2 separate regions of the Mus musculus genome follow, and region 2 is linked to region 1. A link is a contact called in public promoter capture Hi-C data. All regions are on one chromosome and are shown on one strand. The core of a region is the stretch at or near the end of the contact, and the rest is flanking DNA. Distances in the headings are between cores, read along the strand shown. Region 1 holds the start of Il15 (interleukin 15). Region 2 has its middle 120 kb from the start of Gm25138.

What was found. Promoter capture Hi-C pulls out the DNA fragments that hold promoters and counts their contacts.
Region 2: a promoter capture Hi-C map of liver shows a contact between it and region 1, with 3 times the contacts expected there. The contact joins the enhancer-like site here to the promoter of Il15 in region 1. A contact is called at or near these places in 6 of 39 promoter capture datasets (the 3T3-L1 cell line, 3T3-L1-derived adipocytes, the HPC-7 cell line and 1 more), 1 of 15 datasets of contacts at CTCF or cohesin (the NIH/3T3 cell line), 6 of 484 Hi-C or Micro-C datasets (epidermal suprabasal cells, liver, nephron progenitors and 1 more), 1 of 115 datasets of contacts at active chromatin or transcription factors (bone marrow-derived macrophages) and 2 of 9 other capture datasets (adipose tissue and pancreatic islet).

Annotation. Positions count from the first base shown.
Region 1 is chr8:82,400,640-82,403,842 of GRCm38.p6, reverse strand. Il15 (interleukin 15) reads left to right here and starts at 1,257. Exons shown (of 8, transcript NM_001254747.1): 1 at 1,257-1,543.
Region 2 is chr8:82,523,875-82,527,371 of GRCm38.p6, reverse strand. No RefSeq gene overlaps it. Among named protein-coding and RNA genes, the nearest start is that of Gm25138, 120 kb to the right of the region's middle. Within about 2 kb of position 2,246, at least 4 of the 459 cell types and tissues checked have an H3K27ac peak or open chromatin away from gene starts, as enhancers often do. A contact at or near this core is called in liver, where this site is marked.

The sequences.
Region 1 (3,203 bases), core at 8-2,507:
CATTATTGTTTCAAATATAAACCTTGAAGGGATACAAGATAAGTGTGTGAGAACAAACTTCCCATTACAATGATTTTATGTGGAATGCCACACACAGTTAATAATTAGTCGTTCAAATATTCTAGTTTTTACCATTTTTTAATGTAATACACAAAAACACAGAACATAGTTGTGTTTAACTAGGTGCCAAGGGCCTCATCGTTTTCTCCTGGCTTTCTCAAAAGCTTTGGGAACCGCAAGCCACTGAGTCTTTTCAATGATTCATCTGAATGCCAAAGCTGGGACCCCGGGCTCTCGGACTGTCTGGAATAGACACACAGTTGACATGGTTAACTCCTCCTCACTATAATCACTCCTAATTTCCAACTTAAAGATGCTGCCTTACCCACGCCTTGTTTCCCATCAAAAGACATGTGCAATGTTTTACATTCAGCTACAAATTAGGTTGGAAAAATGACCCAAGAGGGGTCAATTTAGTGGAAGTTTACTGTTCCCAAACAGGCCCCTCCTAGCAAGAGTTCAGAAAGAAACTTCCCTCTTCCAGACTCTGCAGCAGGTCAAGGGTTGTTTTGGAGGACCGCCCATTCCAGACCCAAGGTCCTTTTCCGTTTCCTCCCGGTACAGTCTCTGTCCAGATCTCCTCCGGGCTTCTATGGGGAAGCCAAACTGCCTCCCTGCAAGGCCAGTTGCTGTAGATGCAAGCAACCTGTGAACTCAGGCCAACTCCTTGAAACTTCACAGAGGCAAAGGCATTCCAGGACACACAGAGGCTGTGGCCAACTGCCCAGGGGGAGGAGACTGCTCTCTGCTCTCAGTTGCCCTTCAGGTTCTGCGCCCTGGGGACCTGGCAGTGGCAGAATCATGTGGGCACCTGGTAAGGTGGCCGGGACCATGTGTTCCTCCCGCAACCTCCCCAGGGTGTTGATCTCCGCCTCAGCTTGGGCTCTTTCTCTTTCACTTTTCTGTTAGCTGGGGTTGGGACTCCCCGGCTGGAAAGCACTGGGGGAAACCGGGGAAACCCCAGCTGATTCGCTCCTTGTGCCTTGATTGCTCCCGCTGGCTGCTGCCCTGCATCCTGCACCCTTCAACCAGAACCCGATGGAGGTACAGAATGGGAGGTGGTAGTGCTGGTGGTGGTGGATCAACAATGGAATTTTTTTTTTTTCCGAAAGCCTACGCCCCGGGCCCCTCCCAGCTCTGGCTCTGCTCAGGCACCCTTTTCCCCTCCAGCTGCCGGCCAGGCCGCCCCGCCCTCTTTCTTGACCAAGACTTCAATACTCAGTGGCACTGTATTCCCCTTCTGTCCAGCCACTCTTCCCCAGAGTTCTCTTCTTCATCCTCCCCCTTGCAGAGTAGGGCAGCTTGCAGGTCCTCCTGCAAGTCTCTCCCAATTCTCTGCGCCCAAAAGACTTGCAGTGCATCTCCTTACGCGCTGCAGGGACCTTGCCAGGGCAGGACTGCCCCCGCCCAGTTGCAGAGTTGGACGAAGACGGGATCCTGCTGTGTTTGGAAGGCTGAGTTCCACATCTAACAGCTCAGAGAGGTCAGGAAAGGTACTAACTCGGCTCTGCTTGCCACATTCTTTCAAACTTCTGGCCCCGGCGAATGGATGGCTGCTATGGACTTTCTTTCTTTCTTTCTCTCTCTCTCTCCTCTCTCCCTTTGCAAAAATTACTCACCTTTTCCTTGTTGAAGATGCGTTTTCTAGGGAAATAAATGTGCAGGAATGGCCATAGGTCTGGGTCTGTATTAGCAACAGCTTAGCTCAAGGCTTAATCAAAGCAGTTGTCTGTATGAAATACCAGATTGAAGGGAAGCAACGGGGAAGATTGTCCTGAAATAAAATCCTCACTCAAGCGGGCTTTAGATGAAAACCCAGCTAACTTTTTCAAGTGGGTTGGAGAGTGCAAAGTTGCAAGAAAGGGAAGCTCAAAAGAATGTCTATAGCCCCTCCCCCCTGCATTTAATATTATGTTAATGCCCAAACAATGTTAATGATCCAGGTTCCAGACAGAACCAGGCAGCGTCCTGACAGGTTTCAGACAGAACCAGAGACAGAGTCCCGCAGAAGCTGAAATGGAAATGAGGTGATTGGCAGCAGCTACTTTCCACTGGTGATTTTAAATTGATTTCTGATACTCTCATTGGTGGCGCCAGGGAGGCCCCATTGACCTGCCAGGACTCTCCAGTCTGAGCCGGTAAATAAACAGATTACTACGATTGCTGCCTCAAGTTAGATCCTTATCAACATTGAATGCTCACTAAAATTTAAAGGATTTCTTAAAGGAAGTTTAGAGGGATTGATAAGAAAGAAGCGACTCAAGAGGGAACATCAATATTAATAAAGGAGTAGAGACAAAACTATAGTTATTTTAGGCTTTTAGAATAAAAAAACAACAACAACAACAACAACAAACTCCGGAGTTTTACTTAAAATGTGGAAGGGTCAGAAATTGCTTCAGGCTTGTTATAAATGTGTCTGCTTCTCCTCTGATCTTTATGCTTCCCCTTTTCCCTTCTGGGAGTTTGCAGTCCCATTCTCACTCTAATGGCTCCTCTTGCCTTGTGATCTGTTTTGCAACATGATAGGGGGTCAGGTTTTCCCTAGTTCAGATCCCTGACAGGTTTCTAGTAGTTTAGATATTACTGCTGGCTGCTGATTGGCAGGCAGAGGCAGTGTACAGTGCGGTGGGAAGCTGCTTCTTAGAATTTTCCTGCAGATTGCTGGTGGGTTAAAGGAAAAATACAATGGTGCTTTCTTAGTTAAATCTTGTTTCAATTCTAAGAAGTGTCTGTGGCTATATTGCATAATATAACATTTGTCAAGGACACAGATTTATATATATATATATATATATATATACATATATATATATATATATATATATATAAACTAATTTTGAAGAGTTTTAGCAAAATGGCTTAAGGTTATTGAAACAATTTGGAAGCAGAATTTTGACCTTGGGAAGCACTTCATCTGAGGTGTGTGCTGCCGCTCTGTGATTTCAGCTCTGTGATTTCAGGGAAGCTAAAAAAAAAAAAAAAAAAAAAAAAAAAGGAGCTCTGTGGATTTTCCTGAGGGAACTATTTGTAACACCAATCAGCTTTTATAAATGGATATTTGACCCAAGGCTTTAAAACGTTTAGAATCTGGTCTCTGTTTATGTAACTTTTCTTCTGAATGCTGGTTAACCACAACCCAG
Region 2 (3,497 bases), core at 997-3,496, 120 kb before region 1:
GTACTCAGTGTCCAGAGGTAGATAAAATGCATAAGCCAAAGAGGTGGGGAAGGACTCAGCTGTTTAACACATTGGCCAGTAAATTTCTACAAGTCTGTAGCCATTAAAAGCAGAGAAAGGAATGGCAGAGAAGCACCTGAAAAAATGTTCAACATCCTTAATCATCAGGGAAATGCAAATCAAAACAACCCTGAGATTCCACCTCACACCAGTCAGAATGGCTAAGATCAAAAATTCAGGTGACAGCAGATGCTGGCGTGGATGTGGAGAAAGAGGAACACTCCTCCATTGTTGGTGGGATTGCAGGCTTGTACAACCACTCTGGAAATCAGTCTGGCGGTTCCTCAGAAAATTGGACATAGTACTACCGGAGGATCCAGCAATACCTCTCCTGGGCATATATCCAGAAGATGCCCCAACTGGTAAGAAGGACACATGCTCCAGTATGTTCATAGCAGCTTTATTTATAATAGCCAGAAGCTGGAAAGAACCCAGATGCCCCTCAACAGAGGAATGGATACAGAAAATGTGGTACATCTACACAATGGAGTACTACTCAGCTATTAAAAAGAATGAATTTATGAAATTCCTAGCCAAATGGATGGACCTGGAGGGCATCATCCTGAGTGAGGTAACACATTCACAAAGGAACTCACACAATATGTACTCACTGATAAGTGGATATTAGCCCCAAACCTAGGATACCCAAGATATAAGATACAATTTGCTAAACACATGAAACTCAAGAAGAATGAAGACTGAAGTGTGGACACTATGCCCCTCCTTAGAATTGGGAACAAAACACCCATGGAAGGAGTTACAAAGACAAAATTTGGAGCTGAGATGAAAGGATGGACCATGTAGAGACTGCCATATCCAGGGATCCACCCCATAATCAGCATCCAAACGCTGACACCATTGCATATACTAGCAAGATTTTATCGAAAGGACCCAGATGTAGCTGTCTCTTGTGAGACTATGCCGGGGCCTAGCAAACACAGAAGTGGATGCTCACAGTCAGCTAATGGATGGATCACAGGGCTCCCAATGGAGGATCTAGAGAAAGTACCCAAGGAGCTAAAGGGATCTGCAACCCTATAGGTGGAACAACATTATGAACTAACCAGTACCCCGGAGCTCTTGACTCTAGCTGCATATGTATCAAAAGATGGCCTAGTCGGCCATCACTGGAAAGAGAGGCCCATTGGACTTGCAAACTTTATATGCCCCAGTACAGGGGAATGCCAGGGCCAAAAAGGGGGAGTGGGTGGGTAGGGGAGTGGGGGTGGGTGGGTATGGGGGACTTTTGGTATAGCATTGGAAATGTAAATGAGCTAAATACCTAATAAAAAAATGGAAAAAAAAAAGCAGAGAAGCTGGCATTCTGTGAGACAGACAGAAAATTTCTTTTACTTGCTGGATAAACTGGGCAGGCAGAAGGCAGGATTTGTTCCACCTCCAGGCGAGGGTCACGAGTGATTATGGATGCAGGGTTAATTGGATGCATGTTCACAAACCAGGTGTATTCTGTGTAAGTAGCCTCAGCTTCCCATTTGCATTTATTGCATGAGTCAAACTATCATGACATTAAAGTGGAATACTTGGGATATTGAGTGCTATGTTTATTTTTGCGATTTTGTAATTTCTGACAAGTGATCATGGTTTTTATGTTTAGGGATTGCATATTTCTATCTTTGATCAGTATATACATGAAAACAAGCCAGGCGTTTTCTATTTTAATTTGATAGACATAAAGTGTATGTGATTCTGAGACATTATGTGACATATTGGCACATGTATACATTGGTAGTGCTAAAATCTGAGTACATTTATCTTCTGAAATATTTATTTGTGGTTTATATTTTATGAAAGTAAAGTAGATAGTGTAATATTTTATAAGAAATGGAAATATGGTGAAACAAAATATAAAATAGTGGAAAACATCAATGTCTGATGTTTGAGAAACAGTGGCACTGTTTTAGAAAAGTAATACTTTGGATCCTCACAATTTTCTCCTAACTCATGAATACCTCTTCTGTAATAAACTCCCTCCAGTGTATTTCGTAATTGAGACTTGATTCTAGGAAGAAGGAAAACCACCGTCCATTTCTTACTTTCACTGAAAGCTGTACTCTTGGTTGACTTACAGAGTGAAATGTGCTTGGCGCACGTGGAGCACTCACCTCAGGGCTCCTGGACCACTGACCTCTGGCATCAGCAGACACTTCTCTCAGGTGACAAAGTCCCTCAATTGTTTTTCACCTCCAGCAGACAGAAGCCCTTGTGACACAGGAGGCAAGAGAGGAGTCAGTGTGTGTGTATGAGGTTGTCCACAGACCCCTCTGCATTTAATGTGAATCCTGTTCAATGTGCCTGGGTTCTTTGTCTCTTCATCTCTAGCAACTATGTGTTTCTGGTGCACACTCCTTTCTATGCACTGGGGCTCACATTTTCACTTATTAAGGCTCTGAAGACATGAAACATTTTAGAAATTATCCAAGGTAACTATATTATCAAGATAGTTGAAATGAACTGTTTCTATTATTTAGTACTGTCTACTGTATTCTCCTGAAACCAATCCATTGTTCTTTGGTATCCAAGCACACTATAAAAAAGAAAGAGATTCTTCCAGTCAATTAAACAAACAAGCTCAGTGAAAAGGACTTTTTAAATGAAACCTTTCCCTGACTGTGATTACAAAAGTACAGGGCAAGGAAGCTCAGATCTAATCAGAAAAATATCAAAAGACACTCCAGGGGAGGTCAGAAAGAAAGGCTCAGATCTCATAATAGGTAAAGTTGTTCTTTTAGCAAAAGGATTTGTTCAGTTTAAGTTGCATTGGGCTTTTTAAATCTCTTCTTCATCATCATCATCATATATATATATATATATAATTAATGGTCTATAGATGGAGACTAAATTCTAATTAATAAAGCTAGGCCATTGACCTGTTTTAAACCAAGGCACCTAGATAGTAAAACAATTTTCTTAAGGGGGAAGCAAAACAACAAGCTACCAGTAAGAAATTGCCAGGTTAACTGCAGTCTGTGTTCAAAAGTGAAAGCCCAAAGGTCACACTCAAGTTAGGATAAGAGCTCAGAGTGAGGTGTGTGTGTCTGCGCAAGCGCGCGCACGCGCATACTCTCTTGAATGCGCGCGCGTGTAGATTTATGCAAAGGAACTTTTGCCTCTCTCAACTACTGATAGTAAACTTTTTCCTTGGGGGTTGGTAAATACAGTTTCGTAACACGTCCAACTGGTTTGGGTGAAACCCATCCGGTTTCTGTGGTAGTTGGCTCTTGGTGAATCCTTATTTGCACATTGGTTTTGGATCCTCTACAAGAGCCTTGTGTTTGTAGGGCAGGATAATCATCAGTTTTACTGAGCAGGTTGCCAGGATCAGCAGTGTTTGGTGCTGCACAGGTGTTCTTGGCATCTGAATACGGCATTGCTTTGGTAGATCCTACTCCAGCTTATTTTCATCAAGATTTACCTCA